2 separate regions of the Athene noctua genome follow, and region 2 is linked to region 1. Evidence: chromatin contacts called from public Hi-C data. All regions are on one chromosome and are shown on one strand. The core of a region is the stretch at or near the end of the contact, and the rest is flanking DNA. Distances in the headings are between cores, read along the strand shown. Region 1 holds the start of CEP57 (centrosomal protein 57). Region 2 holds the start of CWC15 (CWC15 spliceosome associated protein homolog).

Evidence for each region. A called contact is a pair of places that touch in the nucleus more often than the background predicts.
Region 2: a Hi-C map of heart shows a contact between it and region 1, with 3 times the contacts expected there. The contact joins the promoter of CWC15 here to the promoter of CEP57 in region 1. A contact is called at or near these places in 2 of 2 Hi-C or Micro-C datasets (heart and liver).

The regions. Positions count from the first base shown.
Region 1 is chr1:252,812,252-252,818,525 of bAthNoc1.hap1.1, reverse strand. It overlaps CEP57 (centrosomal protein 57), which reads left to right and starts at 1,974. Exons shown (of 10, transcript XM_074916890.1): 1 at 1,974-2,072. The coding sequence starts at 2,043. FAM76B (family with sequence similarity 76 member B) reads right to left here and starts at 1,273. Exons shown (of 10, transcript XM_074916944.1): 1 at 1,071-1,273; 2 at 732-796; 3 at 330-384. The coding sequence starts at 1,175.
Region 2 is chr1:253,049,800-253,055,893 of bAthNoc1.hap1.1, reverse strand. It overlaps CWC15 (CWC15 spliceosome associated protein homolog), which reads right to left and starts at 2,966. Exons shown (of 7, transcript XM_074917026.1): 1 at 2,877-2,966; 2 at 375-513. The coding sequence starts at 505.

The sequences.
Region 1 (6,274 bases), core at 725-3,224:
CTCATTAAAAACCAGAGACAGCTAACAGTCTTTCTGCCGTCAAGTGTCTGTTTATGAGAATATGCAAGGAATAACGTTACAGGCACAAAGTGTATAGCTATAGTGCAGTTATTTGTAACTGCTAAGCTACAACATAAACATGATAAATTTCAATTTGAAAAACAAAACGTTAAGCCATAAAGGAAACCAAGAGCAGCCAGTATTTTTCATCACCTTTCCGAAAGGTAATGTTTTTTCCCCCAAAAGAAAGTAAGATTAGTTGCCAGAGAACTTTTTTCTAATTTAAAACGTGAATGAACTTCAACGTTTAGAACTAAGAGCCTACTCACCGTTCCAAACTGCTTCACGTTTTGGGCACATTTCTTGCATATCGTATTAGTTTTGCTAAAGATAAAATTGCATAATGTTGAATTCAGCGACAAACACACACCTTGAAATTCTTTGCCATGCAATTACTGGAAAACACACATGCAAACACACGCTGTGGTAAGCAGTTAACGATAAGCCAACAAATCTAACATCGTACTGCGTTTATGCGACACACTCGTGTCGCCAGAGCAGGCAGGTTATTTTACTGCGGTTCTGCCCTCTTTAGTATCTCCAGCGGTGTGAGTTTCTGCCGTTACAAACGGTTACGCCCGTGGAACAGCCGTCCCTTCTGCAGGTCCACCGACCGCCTGCGGCAGGACTTCAGCAGGTCACGCACAGGGCGAGGCGGGACCCTCCCCTACCTCTCCTGCTGAAACTCCGACCGGCAGTAAGTGCATTTCACGATGGGGTGGGCGATCCGACACTCCTGGGGAGAGAAGAGCGGCGTTACTGCCCTTTGCCGAAACCCTCACACCGGCCTCACCCGGCGCTCCGCGGCCGGTCCCCCGCCGGGCGCTGCCTGAGGGGCGTCCCGCCGGGCCGGCGGCTGCCTCCCCGCGCCACGGCCGCCACCACCACCCTCCTCCTCCTCCTCCTGCTGCTGCTGCTGCTCCCCCCGGCCGGGAAGCCGGAGCTGCGAGAGCCCCGGCGAGGGGGGGCCCGTCCCGGTGAGCGCTGCCCCACGCCTCAGCCCCCCGCACCTTGCAGAGCTGCTGGCCCTGGGAAAGCTCCTCGAAGGGGTAGCGCTGGTTGCACTTGGTGCAGGCATAAAGAGCCGGGGCGGCCGCCGCGGCCGCCGCCGCCATCCGCGCCGCGGCCGGCGGGGCGGACACGGGCGGGCCGAGGGAGGGGAAGAGGGAGGTGCCGGGGCGAGGACCGGAGCGGCCGCCTGGGCCGCCGAGGAGCCGCCGCCGCCGCGCCCCCCCCCCTCCCGCCGCCGCCGCGCCTGGGGAGCGCGCCCCACCGCCGCCCTAGGCCCCGCGCAGAGCCCGCGCCGCCGAGCCGCGTCCCCCTTGTGTCGGTGTCGGCATCGGCGTCACCCCGCGCCCCCCGCCCTTCCCTCCGCCCCGGGCTCGGGCTCCGGCGGCAGCCAATCACCGCCTCGCGCCAAACCTGCCTTCAAAACTCGCCGCCCAATCGCCGCCCCCGCCGCCCCCGCCGCCGCCAATCCCGCCGCGGGCGCCCTGCCCTGCTCTGGGCGATGATTGGGCGGCCTCGCGGGCGCGGCGCTGATTGGTCCGCCCTGGGCGACTTCTGCTTTTCGATTGGCTCAAGTGCGGGGGCTCACTTTGACAAAGACCATCCTCTTCCGCCGCTCGCTCTCCGCGCGTGCGCAGCAGGCGCCGTGTGCCGCACAAGAATCCCGCGGCCGCTCGCTCCTCCCGCACGCCTCCTCTCCGCTCAGGCGATTGGTCGACCTCCTCAGTTGACATCCCATTTGATTGGCTGCGAAGGGCTTTTCTTATTTTATTGGGTAGCTCACATGTCACTCAAACCTGAGTCTATGATAGGCTGTCGTGCCCCTTCGGGGTGGGGCTTAGTTCTGCTTCTCTCTTTCCATTGGCAAGCTGGGTGTCAGTCAAGCGGGACTCGATCGGCGCGAAGGACGCCACCGCCCCACGGGTGTCGCGCCTTAAAGGGACCGGTACCAGCGCGGGGCTCCCCCGGCGGACATGGCGGCGGCGCGCGGTCACCAGCGCACGGTGAGGCTCGGTGGCCGCCCCTGAGGGGTGGAGGCGCTCGGGGGGAGCTTGCCCGGGCCCCGCAGTGCTGGGGCTGCCCCAGGGGTCAGGGCCCGTTGGGCCTCCTTTGGCGTGAGGCGCTGCGCCGGCGGTCCCGGCGGCCGGGAAGGGAGAGGTGGGCCCGGGGCCTCCGTCTGTTGGCGGCCGCGCGGGAGCCGCGGCGAGGAGGAGCGCGGCCGATGCGGCCGCCGGGGGCTTGGGCTGGAGCGGGGCCGCGGGGGGCCCGGGGGCAGCGGGCGGGCAGTGCGGGGTGGGCGGCTTGTCCTCCCCCGACGTGCCGGCAGCAGCGTGGACGGGGGAAGGTGTCTTGTCTTTTAAATGCAACGTACGTGTATTCGAACCATCCTGTAGGCACAGATATGTTATGAAAGTGGCAGAAAAGGATAAAGGTATCCCGCTATTTAAGTCAGCCATCTTACTGTCCCCGTGCTAGTGTCTGGAGAGCATATTTGTAAGCGAATGGGAATAAAATGTAATTCCGTTTGTTTTCAGAAAAAACGTGGGGTCATGACTTTGAAAGCGCCTATTCCAAAGACGGGCGAGGCGCAATTAAGCCGTGTAATTGTGCAATTACGGGTCAGCTACGCTATTACACCAAGCCGTTGCCTCCCATTGGAGAGCTGGTAATAGATTTAGTCTCTGGTTGTTTCTGTTTGTAAGATGAAATTGTTACCTTAAGCTGACTTTTAACTTCAGTGTGTACCTGTATCCTTAGGCGTGAGTGTGACCACCTGGCAGATATGGAGGTAAGACGTAGGTGGTTGCACACAGGGGACCAGAATTTCCTCATTCGCGTCCCTCTCAAGGTGCTGAACGTAGAGAATTCACAGGACCCGTGTCTCTGCTGCTGACTGGTGACATGAAGAAGCGGAGGCTTGGCTGGCGTAAGCACAGCGGGCAGAGCTGACCTGGGTGGATGGCAGCTGCCTGCCAGGTCTTCACCTGAAACAGAAGCTTCCAGTTGGGTTTCTTGTATGACATTTTGGCTTGATGCTTGTAGCTCTCTAAAGTCGGGTGACTTTGAGGTTGGGTTTTTTTGTGAGTAGCTGGGTCTTCTGCATGCTTTGGAGGAATAGAGATGTGAAAAATAGGCAGCATGATGGTGTGCAAGATGTATCTTGTTGAGGATTCATGGTTTGGGGTCTCAGTAGCTTCATGGTGAGCACCCAGTTCTGCATTCTCTGTTGAGTGTCTCTTCTACAGTGTGGTCCCACACTTATGCCTGCACCAGCAAGAGTGGTGACAGAGTAATTTGAGGACTTATATACTTCCTGACTGGTGGGGTTTTTTAGCATGCATAAAGAAGGATCTCAGAAAACTAGTTTTAAGTAGATGAATGTAGGCTGTTTAATTTAGTTAGTAAAACAAAACTTGTAGGAAAAAAAGTTGCCCGCTTAAGACTTTTTGTTTGTGTTGAAAAAAGGAAAAAAGCAAACTTCATATTTTCTGAACTTTGAAAATAGTTGCTTTTAACATGCCTGGCACACTACAGTAGAAACTTAACCAAAAAAGACTGTATTGTGCCAACGTTATTTTTTTTTTCACTATTTCATGTAGTGGCTTGGCTAAGCTAGCTTTTTGATATCTGCTTTTAACTAGAAATGTTATTTAAATTTAGAGCACTCCTGACACAGTATCAGGGAGGCACAGATAGCACTTAAGCTTAATCTCTGGGTGATAGGGGCTGTTCTCCTTCCCTGCTCTCCGAGTAATGGTACTGAGGGATGAGGGCAGGCTGCTAACTGAGGTTGTCCTTCCAAAATGGCTATTCTGAAAGTTTCAGTAACTGGGTACTTGGATGTTTTATGCTCAGTGAACTTAATACCTTCTCATTCTGTTTTTTTTTTTCCCCAGTCTCTAGATAAAAAAAAAAAAGGCTGAAATATGGGAAAATTAAGATGAGCATTAGGACTACTGGCTGTCATTTAAACCATTACGAAGCTTAATTTTTTTTTCTCTTATTATTTCTTTTTCTGTTCTGAGCACCCATATAAGAACTTGCAATGCACCCACTCTGATTTAGTCCCTTTTCCCAGTGCCAAAGGGCTAGTACCAAAGATGCTGACTTGGTGACTTCATGGGGTTTTTTTCTGCAGTTAGTGCCTGAGAGATTTTCTTCATTTTTCTGCCTTTTTGGTTCTACAGTTTGTTTATAAATCACTGTTATTTTTTGCTGTTTAGGGATCTAGCCAAATTCTGTATAATGAGAAAAATATAGAGCTTTTTTTTGCTTTTTCTTAAACTTTTGATATACCACTGAGATTAATAGCATTCTGGAAAGTTTTCCATGGTGTACCTTATTTCTTTACTGTAACAGAGAAGTAACAATGTTATAGTGGGTCATTTTTACCATCTACATGAGTTACTAGGTTTGAAAAGTGTATCAATGCTCCAAGTTGAGGATTCTTATTTTAAAACTTTCCATGTGACGTTATAGATGGTTTTTGTTGTTCTTTTTCTGTTTTCCCTTTTATCCATGGTGTTTAGCCTTTGGGAGCTTCAGGAGGTCACTGCATGCTACTGGTGTGTGAAGTTATCCTTGCTCTGTGTTTTTAATGTTCCCTTTTTTGTGCTTGAGTAAGCAATGGTAGCAGCAATGGGTTTTGGAAGGTAGTGTCCTGCAACCTGTGAAGGTTAAATGTGTGCAGCTTACATAATGTTGGTGGGTTTAGCTCCTCGTGGGACTGCTAAGCTTCTTCCTTAACTATTATGAGGCTTTAGTGTGGCTTAAGGAAGGACTACAGAGAGTACCCAGAATGAGGGGAGAATATGTAGTTAGCAAATACGGCCTAACTGAGGTTCAGAACAAATATATAGTTTCTGATTTCCATATGTATTTTTTATGGGTTTTTTTTCGTTGTTCTTTTATGCTTCAGGATTTTTCTGAGCATCACAGCATGATGATCCCTGTGAGAATTTCCAAGAGCAGAAACAAACTTTTTAATGACTTGCGTGAAATTGAGGAGAGGAGCGGAGAATTAGTGTGATATTTGAGTCTGAGATTTGTGATGGGAAATGCCTTGATGTTGTTTTGTAAACTTTCTCAGTTTTTTCACTCAGGTTATTTAGAAGTCGCTACTCGTGAAATTGAATATAAACCAGTCTTTAGCTTAAACATACAAGGAAAATATTCTTGGTAGCAAGTGATTATTTATACTGAAGCAAAGAACAGCTGCTTATACAATAGATGGTATTTCAGCACAATTTTTTCAGTATTTATTTCAAGAAGATAATCTGTACTATTATACTGTTCAAATTAGTGCCTGTACCCTGCATCTGGGAGAAACTTAGAAGACATGCAACTGATGGAAAGTCTTTATTTGTTTTGCTTTGTGTAACTTGGAGTTCAAGTTTTTGAGTGTGCTAGTTTTAAGATTATCTTTAAGTTAGTCTGCTGTTGGCTAGAAAAATGTTACTTATGACAGTAAAAACAAACAAAAAACCTCCTGTAGTCTGGGGTTTTTATGTAGTTATTTTTAATTTTAATTTACATGTGAAACATAAAGATATCTAGGAAAATTGTGATGCTGGCAGCCTTACTTTGATTTCAAACTGATTCGCCTTTTCTTTTGACTGTTTCATGGGATACCTTTGGTTTGAATCAATAGCAGATAGTATATTGATTTTTTTTTTAATCAATAGTTACTATCATTTGGGTTGCTGTGGTTTACATTGATGCTGTTATTCTATTGACTGCTGCGTGAAGTACTGTGTTTTGCTTGGTTCATTTTTACTTCATTATTTGGACTTCTTATTCTGTGTTCATCAGTTCAACAACCTGTAACACTAATGGTATTTTTGTATGATTGAGGTTTAGGTCTTGATGGTAGCACCTAACAGGCTCTCATTTGGTTTTAAATTCACATGTTATATCAGTGTGGCTGCTGAGTATAAAACTGTGTATATGCATGTATACAAAAACCTGTTTAAAAATATTTTTATTAATATATTCTTAATTAGGGATTAGTGTTTTAATTGTCTTTCAGTGGTAGCAAAAGTTCTTGTGCAAATGCAGTTATTCCAAGAAAAGCAATTATGTTGCGTAGGAAATGTTATAAACGCAAACTGTAAAGCATTCATAAAACTGTTTAGAAACGCTGTTTGATACGTTCGGAGTACTTAGGGTCCTAATTTTCATGTCCACAGTGAATCACTTCATTTAG
Region 2 (6,094 bases), core at 1,717-4,216, 240 kb before region 1:
TAGCCCATCTTGCTCTGCAGGAGACAGCACCCTCCATGGCTCAGTCCCAATGACAACTTTCCAATCCACTGCCTGAAATGCTCAGTCTCCGAAGCTCACCTTCTTCTGATGATTCACTTCCACAAGCAGTAATAAAATACCACTGAAGTTAAACCTCTCCAATTATTTTCAATACATTTGATCTCCTAGGTCTGCTTTAGAGACTTACACTTTCACCTTGCTTATTCACCACTGCTGCACAATCCCTGATCTCTGCTCAGTATCAAGCACATCAATATCTATTGAGAAAATTTCAAAGTACCGCTCATAACAAACAAACAAAAAAAATCATTCCCAGCCTGTTTTGCTGCAAGACCAAAAAACCCAATACTAACCTGTATTTGATTTTAGTATGAGAAGGAAGGTCTCTGCTGGAATATTGTTTGGATAACTGACTTAAGTCTCCTTCACCTTTTCCTCTTCCTCCTCTTGCAGGTTCAAATGTTGGCCTCGCTGCTGTCGTCATTTTAAATACTACAGAATCAAGGGATAAAAACCAGATGTTACTACAACTTACAGTGAAAGACATTCACCAGAAGCTACTTTGTTCCTGGAACTGTAGGAGCAATGGCAAACCCCACTACAGAATACCAGCTATCACTTGGCTCATGATCCTCAAAGTTTGAGAAGCTTTTTATTGACAGACTTGGCAGAATATATTGAGATTTTCAAAATAAAGTCTTTTCTAACATGCTTGAAAGATGACTCTATCTATCAGACTATCAAGAATATGAAACTATGTTTGTAAAGTAAGTAAAACTGGCCAGGAGCTGTTCTCCTATGCTTAAGACAAGCGACAATCTTGCAACTAAACTCTTTCCCCTCCTGAAAAACAACAGCCAAAAAATGACGGCTTCCTACTGGGAATGACCCCTCCATTATTCCCCAAACCGTATCTAGGTATCATCACCAGGAATGCTGGCTGACACAGACCACAGCATGTCTAGGGTGGTGTTGGTAAATAAATACTGATGAGGATCACGAAACTTGAATTCTTGAGCCCTTGTCGTGGCCCTGTTCAGTTCTCTAGTACTGGCACAGCACTGTCATTAATACTGCAGCACAGCCCTTTGGGAGTGATCTGCAAGAGCACCAGCTGGCCAGCAAATCCTTTGGAAGGGGCTAGGGTTAATGTTTCCCTGGTAGCACAAGGCCACAGATTTACCCTTATGTAAATGAAGGGCAATTAAAAAAGCTTGGACAAATGAAGACATGTTCACCAATTCTCACTCAGAAACTGAAGTAACTCACGCACTGCCAGCATGTCCTAAAAAACGAACTAGCTGATGCCCCAAATCACCACTATCAGTTCTTCTGTTAGAAAGGAGTGAAACAGACTCCAACTAGCCTCAGCCAGGCAGACACCCTGTCAGCATGCACTGCGTTCAGTGCTGCTGGACAGGAGCTGGATCCCCTACAATCTCAAACCACTGTGCCAAGAGACAGTTAAACAACGCAAAAAATCCCTGCACAACCAACCAGCACCACCTTAAAACTGTTATATGAAACGATGCTCATTCCTGCTTCACCAAGACATGCACATTCATTAACCAGAGACTAAAGATACATAAGGCACAAGAGAGATACAGCTGCAGAGATACATAAAGACACCAGTTCTACCAACCAGAAGGTTGGACATTAAAGGATGACATGAAAACATAAAGAATATTAAAAAGCAAAGAAAAAAACATATTGCTTCATATGCTTTTGTGATACACAAATATAAGTTATTTATGCTCTGCCTGCATTTGTTATTTATTAATATTAGGAATTATTTAAATGAGATCACAAAACACAGTAGCATTAAAATTATAAAATAATTTGTCAAAGTAACATCCCATAGGGCAGGACAAAGTTACTGCCACTGAACTACTACTCAGAAAACAAAATTAACAGACAGAAACACCTTTAAAAAGAAGGGAGAGAGTAACTAGCCTTGAGTCATTAACCAAGGATTGCTGACGCTTTTCACTGATGCTGTGCAAGTCAGCTGGAGCTCAGCAAGGCATTTCAGCTCTGCCTTGGCACAGACTATGCCAGACCCATGAGAAAGCCACCTGCTCTCAGAACCTGTCTGTGCTAATTATATGGAATGGAGAGAGGGATTCATAAATTCACATGAAGAACCAGATACAATGTGGCTTCATAGTTTCATGAAGCAGTAACAAACCCCCTGGAAACTGTCCCTGCTTATTTTAAATCCGTTTGTATTCGTCTTGGCCTTAAAAGGACCCGAGCTCAATCTGAAACCACTCAGAGACTGTCACACTAACCTCTCAGGTTTTGGAAATACAGCCCTAGAGAAGCCTCTTCAGCGGTACACGAAGACAGGACCGGCCAAACAGGGCTTACTAGCCACGAGAAAATCACCGGGCTCGGCCTGGAGCTGAAACGCCTTAGCCACGCAGGGCTGCGCTACCGTCGGCCCCTCCTGACCGCCTTCACACCGGCCCCGGGCACAGCCCGCCCCAGCACTCACCCCGCGGAAACCCAGACCCGGGGCAGGAGCGGGGCTGGAGCACCGCGCGGCTCCCGCCTCCAACCACCGGGCCCCGCCACACCGCCCGGCACCCGGAGCTCCGCCGCCAGGCCCGCCGGCCACCCCTTCACCCCCCAACCCCACCGCCCTCCGCTGTTCTCCACAGAAACGCTCCTCCTCGCCCGCCTCAGCTGCTCCCAGGGCCCATTTCGTGGTCCGGCCGTAGCCCGTCCCTTCACAGGGACACGGCACCCCCCCGTACCCCAGGGCCGCCCCTTTACCCCCTCAGGACCCCACCGGATCCTTCCCAACACTCCCTCCCCGGCCAGGCTCGCTTGCCGCCTGCGCGGTTACTTACACCGCCACCTCCTTCCACTGCGCAATCAGGCCCTACCCACCACCATAATTCCGCCAAGCGCCCATAAGGCACCGCGCGGGAACCATAGACACAACGCGGCGGAAGCCGCCGCCGGGGAGGATCTACCATAGAGAGGGCTGGCAGGATTGTCACGTGAGGGAGCGGAGCGCGTCCGCCATGGCGCTACCGAGGCGGCAGTGGGCGCTGCGACGGCGTTGCTGCCTGCATAGCAGTGGCGGCCTCCTCCTACCAACCTTCTACTCCTCCTCTGACCGGGATCGGGCGAGTCCAGCTCGGAACAGGGACCCTGGAGTGCTTGTCCTAGGGGCTCAGGGTTGCCCTAGAAGAGGGCCTTGCCCCGAGGTGCTCCCAGGCCGTGTCCCTGCACTGGTCCTGCCCAGGCAAAGCCTGCCCTTGGCAGACTCTGGGCTCTCACTGGTGCGGGGGACCAGGCAGGCCCTGGGGAAAGACCAGGGGACAGTTAGGCAGAGAGTGAGGGCCTACTGAAGCCTCAGTGTAACCTACTGGTGTGAGCCACTGTCCAGTCTCCTCTCACAAATGAGCTCATGCATAGACCCATGAGTTGTGCATCTCAGAGGAGTCTGCCCAGAGGCTGCTTGCTTGATGTAGGAGGCTTGGAAAAGGGTGGTGTATTAGTAATGTGAAACAGGACTTCATGGCTTCACAGTGCTTGCCCTGGGTATCAGTGGGGGGAGGGACAAGGGAACAGCCGTGGAAGAGGGAAGGGGTTAAACACACAAGGTTGGGATCCTTGTAGGGGTAATGGGATTGGATAAAAACTCAGAGGAAGAGTGAATGCCTTAGTTATTCTTTTTGCTCAGAGTTGTGTCTTAGCAACATCAGTCTAAGCCCGACTGTTAGTCATCAAGTCCCCCGTGCCCGTCTCCACCTCCACAGCCCACACTCACGCCCTTACAAAGAGCTCCTTTACATGTATATTCATTACTGTCTCTGCAAAGAAGCCAAAGCATGAATGAGTATTACTCGGGGATTAAATCTTCCCTCTTAAAATGCTGTTCTTTCCATGTGTTTTATGTTACTTTTAGACGCATCTTATTTCCAAACTTCTGCGAATCTACACGAAAGCATGTGAAGTGAAAGGTTCTTTGATGTACCTAGAAATCAGCACGGAAACATTTTCCTGAGTACTCTTCACTCAATGTGCAATTTAGAAGAGAGTCCACAAGAGGTCCCCAAAGATATTGTTATCCACAGAGCTACAGCAACACTGTAAATGACACCGTTCGTGTCAGCGAGCCATCAGAGCCACTTGGAAGTGGGCCCTTGGTACAAAGAAACCAGTTATTTTAGGCAACTTGTCATAAATGTTAAGCTTCATTCAGAGGTGAAGTAAATAATAATCACTGTGTCATTTCCCAAGAGCTACACCTATCAGTAACCAAGTATCCACCATTGCATTTTCTTATCTGCAAGCCTCAGTCCACACCCTGTGAAATAGGTTTATGATTTCTTTCACTACAGGCAGTTTAGACTCAAGATCAAACCTCGTAAAGGAGTCGGGCTTCCCAGCTGGGCGGTCAGGAATTCAGTATTGTCAGGCTACAGATCACAGCAGCCTGAAATCAGTGCATCATCCTATGATGGTGTGTATTATTCATAGATTATAAATCTGTGGACTTTAAATAGGGAGACTGTTATGCTAATTTGACTGTCTTTGTGCAGCAGAATGTTGTATTTTGCTCAGTAACATGTCCTGAGGGAAGTGTCTGCTGTTCAGTTTTAATGTCCATCTGGCAAAAGGTATCAAAGTCCTGATTAAAGAACTCAAAACTGAAGAGACTTCTGCTGTTGGGTAAGAGTAAATGGCAAATGTTCTCTGTGTGGAGGATTACTTGAAGATGAGAGCTAAAAAACTAGAAAAGTTCCTGCTCTGAACAGATACAGGTACTTTGAATAATAAAGGACTGGCTTAGTGTCTTTGGCCAAAATTGTTCCCCACAACCCCAAGGTGCTTCCCTTCCCCCAACTCGTGTGTATCAATGTAGAGTACAAATAGCTACAGACATTTTTTATGGTCAGAGATTTAGTTTCCTCAGAAGGGAATGCCTTCTGGACATTAAAGAAGGATATTGGTGGAGCGGAGGTGCCTACATCCAGACTCCTGAAAACCCCTACCTGGTCTTGTTGCAAAGGCACCTAACCTTCACAGGTGTACAACATTTGGTTTTAAAGATGCCTAAACATACAGAGTTTTGCCCAATCTTGAACTTGTTTGGACTTAGTTTAGGTCTAAGAAGTTTAGCATCATGCTCTCACCAGGACCTAATAGATACATCCCCCAGCTCAAGTGTTCAGAGAACTTTCATCCTGTAACTGTTCTCAGAGCATGTCCAGCCCTCATGACATTACGAGCAGCCTCTTGGTCCCTCTGGGGCACAGTCTTTCCCAAGCAGCACTGACCCTGCATGTGGAGAATTGTTGCCCTGTCAGTCAGACAGCTCTATACTGATTTGATTTTAGGGGTGCTCTCCCTGTGTTTTTGAAGATGACTAGGTGCATATAAGGGAAGGAATTAAAGACTCATTGAGAAAGAGAGCACATATGTAGAAGGGTACACCAGTCAAGTTCAGTGATATGGGCAGCAACTGGGAATTCCTGGATTCCAGGATTATGCATTAAAATATCATCCCATTAAACAACTAGACAATGACAAAACCCGATGTCTTCCCCCTTCCCATGGCTGCTCTAATCACAAAACAGCTCAAGGCTGAAGACATCTTTCTTCCTGTGGCACACTAAGCCATGAATCTCTTTGCACACAGTAATTGGTACCAAGGATGTACCCTCAGTTATTATTCCTCTGCTCAGCAATTTGATTGTGGCAGCCCTTAAAAAGTATTGTGTACTGCATGGAAAACATGGAAAGCAGGAGAAATCACCACTTCCCTTGATCATTTCCTCCAGTGATTAATTATCCTCACAGTTTAAAACTGCACCTTAGTTTTAATTTCAGTTGGCTTTATTCCCAACCACGGGTGCCTGTTGTGCCTTACTCTGGTAATTTTAAAAGCCTGTTTCCTCACCAGGTATTTGTAATTTAGCCTTGCGACTGCTTTTGGATAAGATAAGCAGACTGGGCTCTTCTCATCTCTTAGAATTGTTTCCTTCCTCCCACCAATTATTTGAGGGCTTTTTCTTGCTTTCTATCCAATTTATCAACATCAAAACTATAAGAA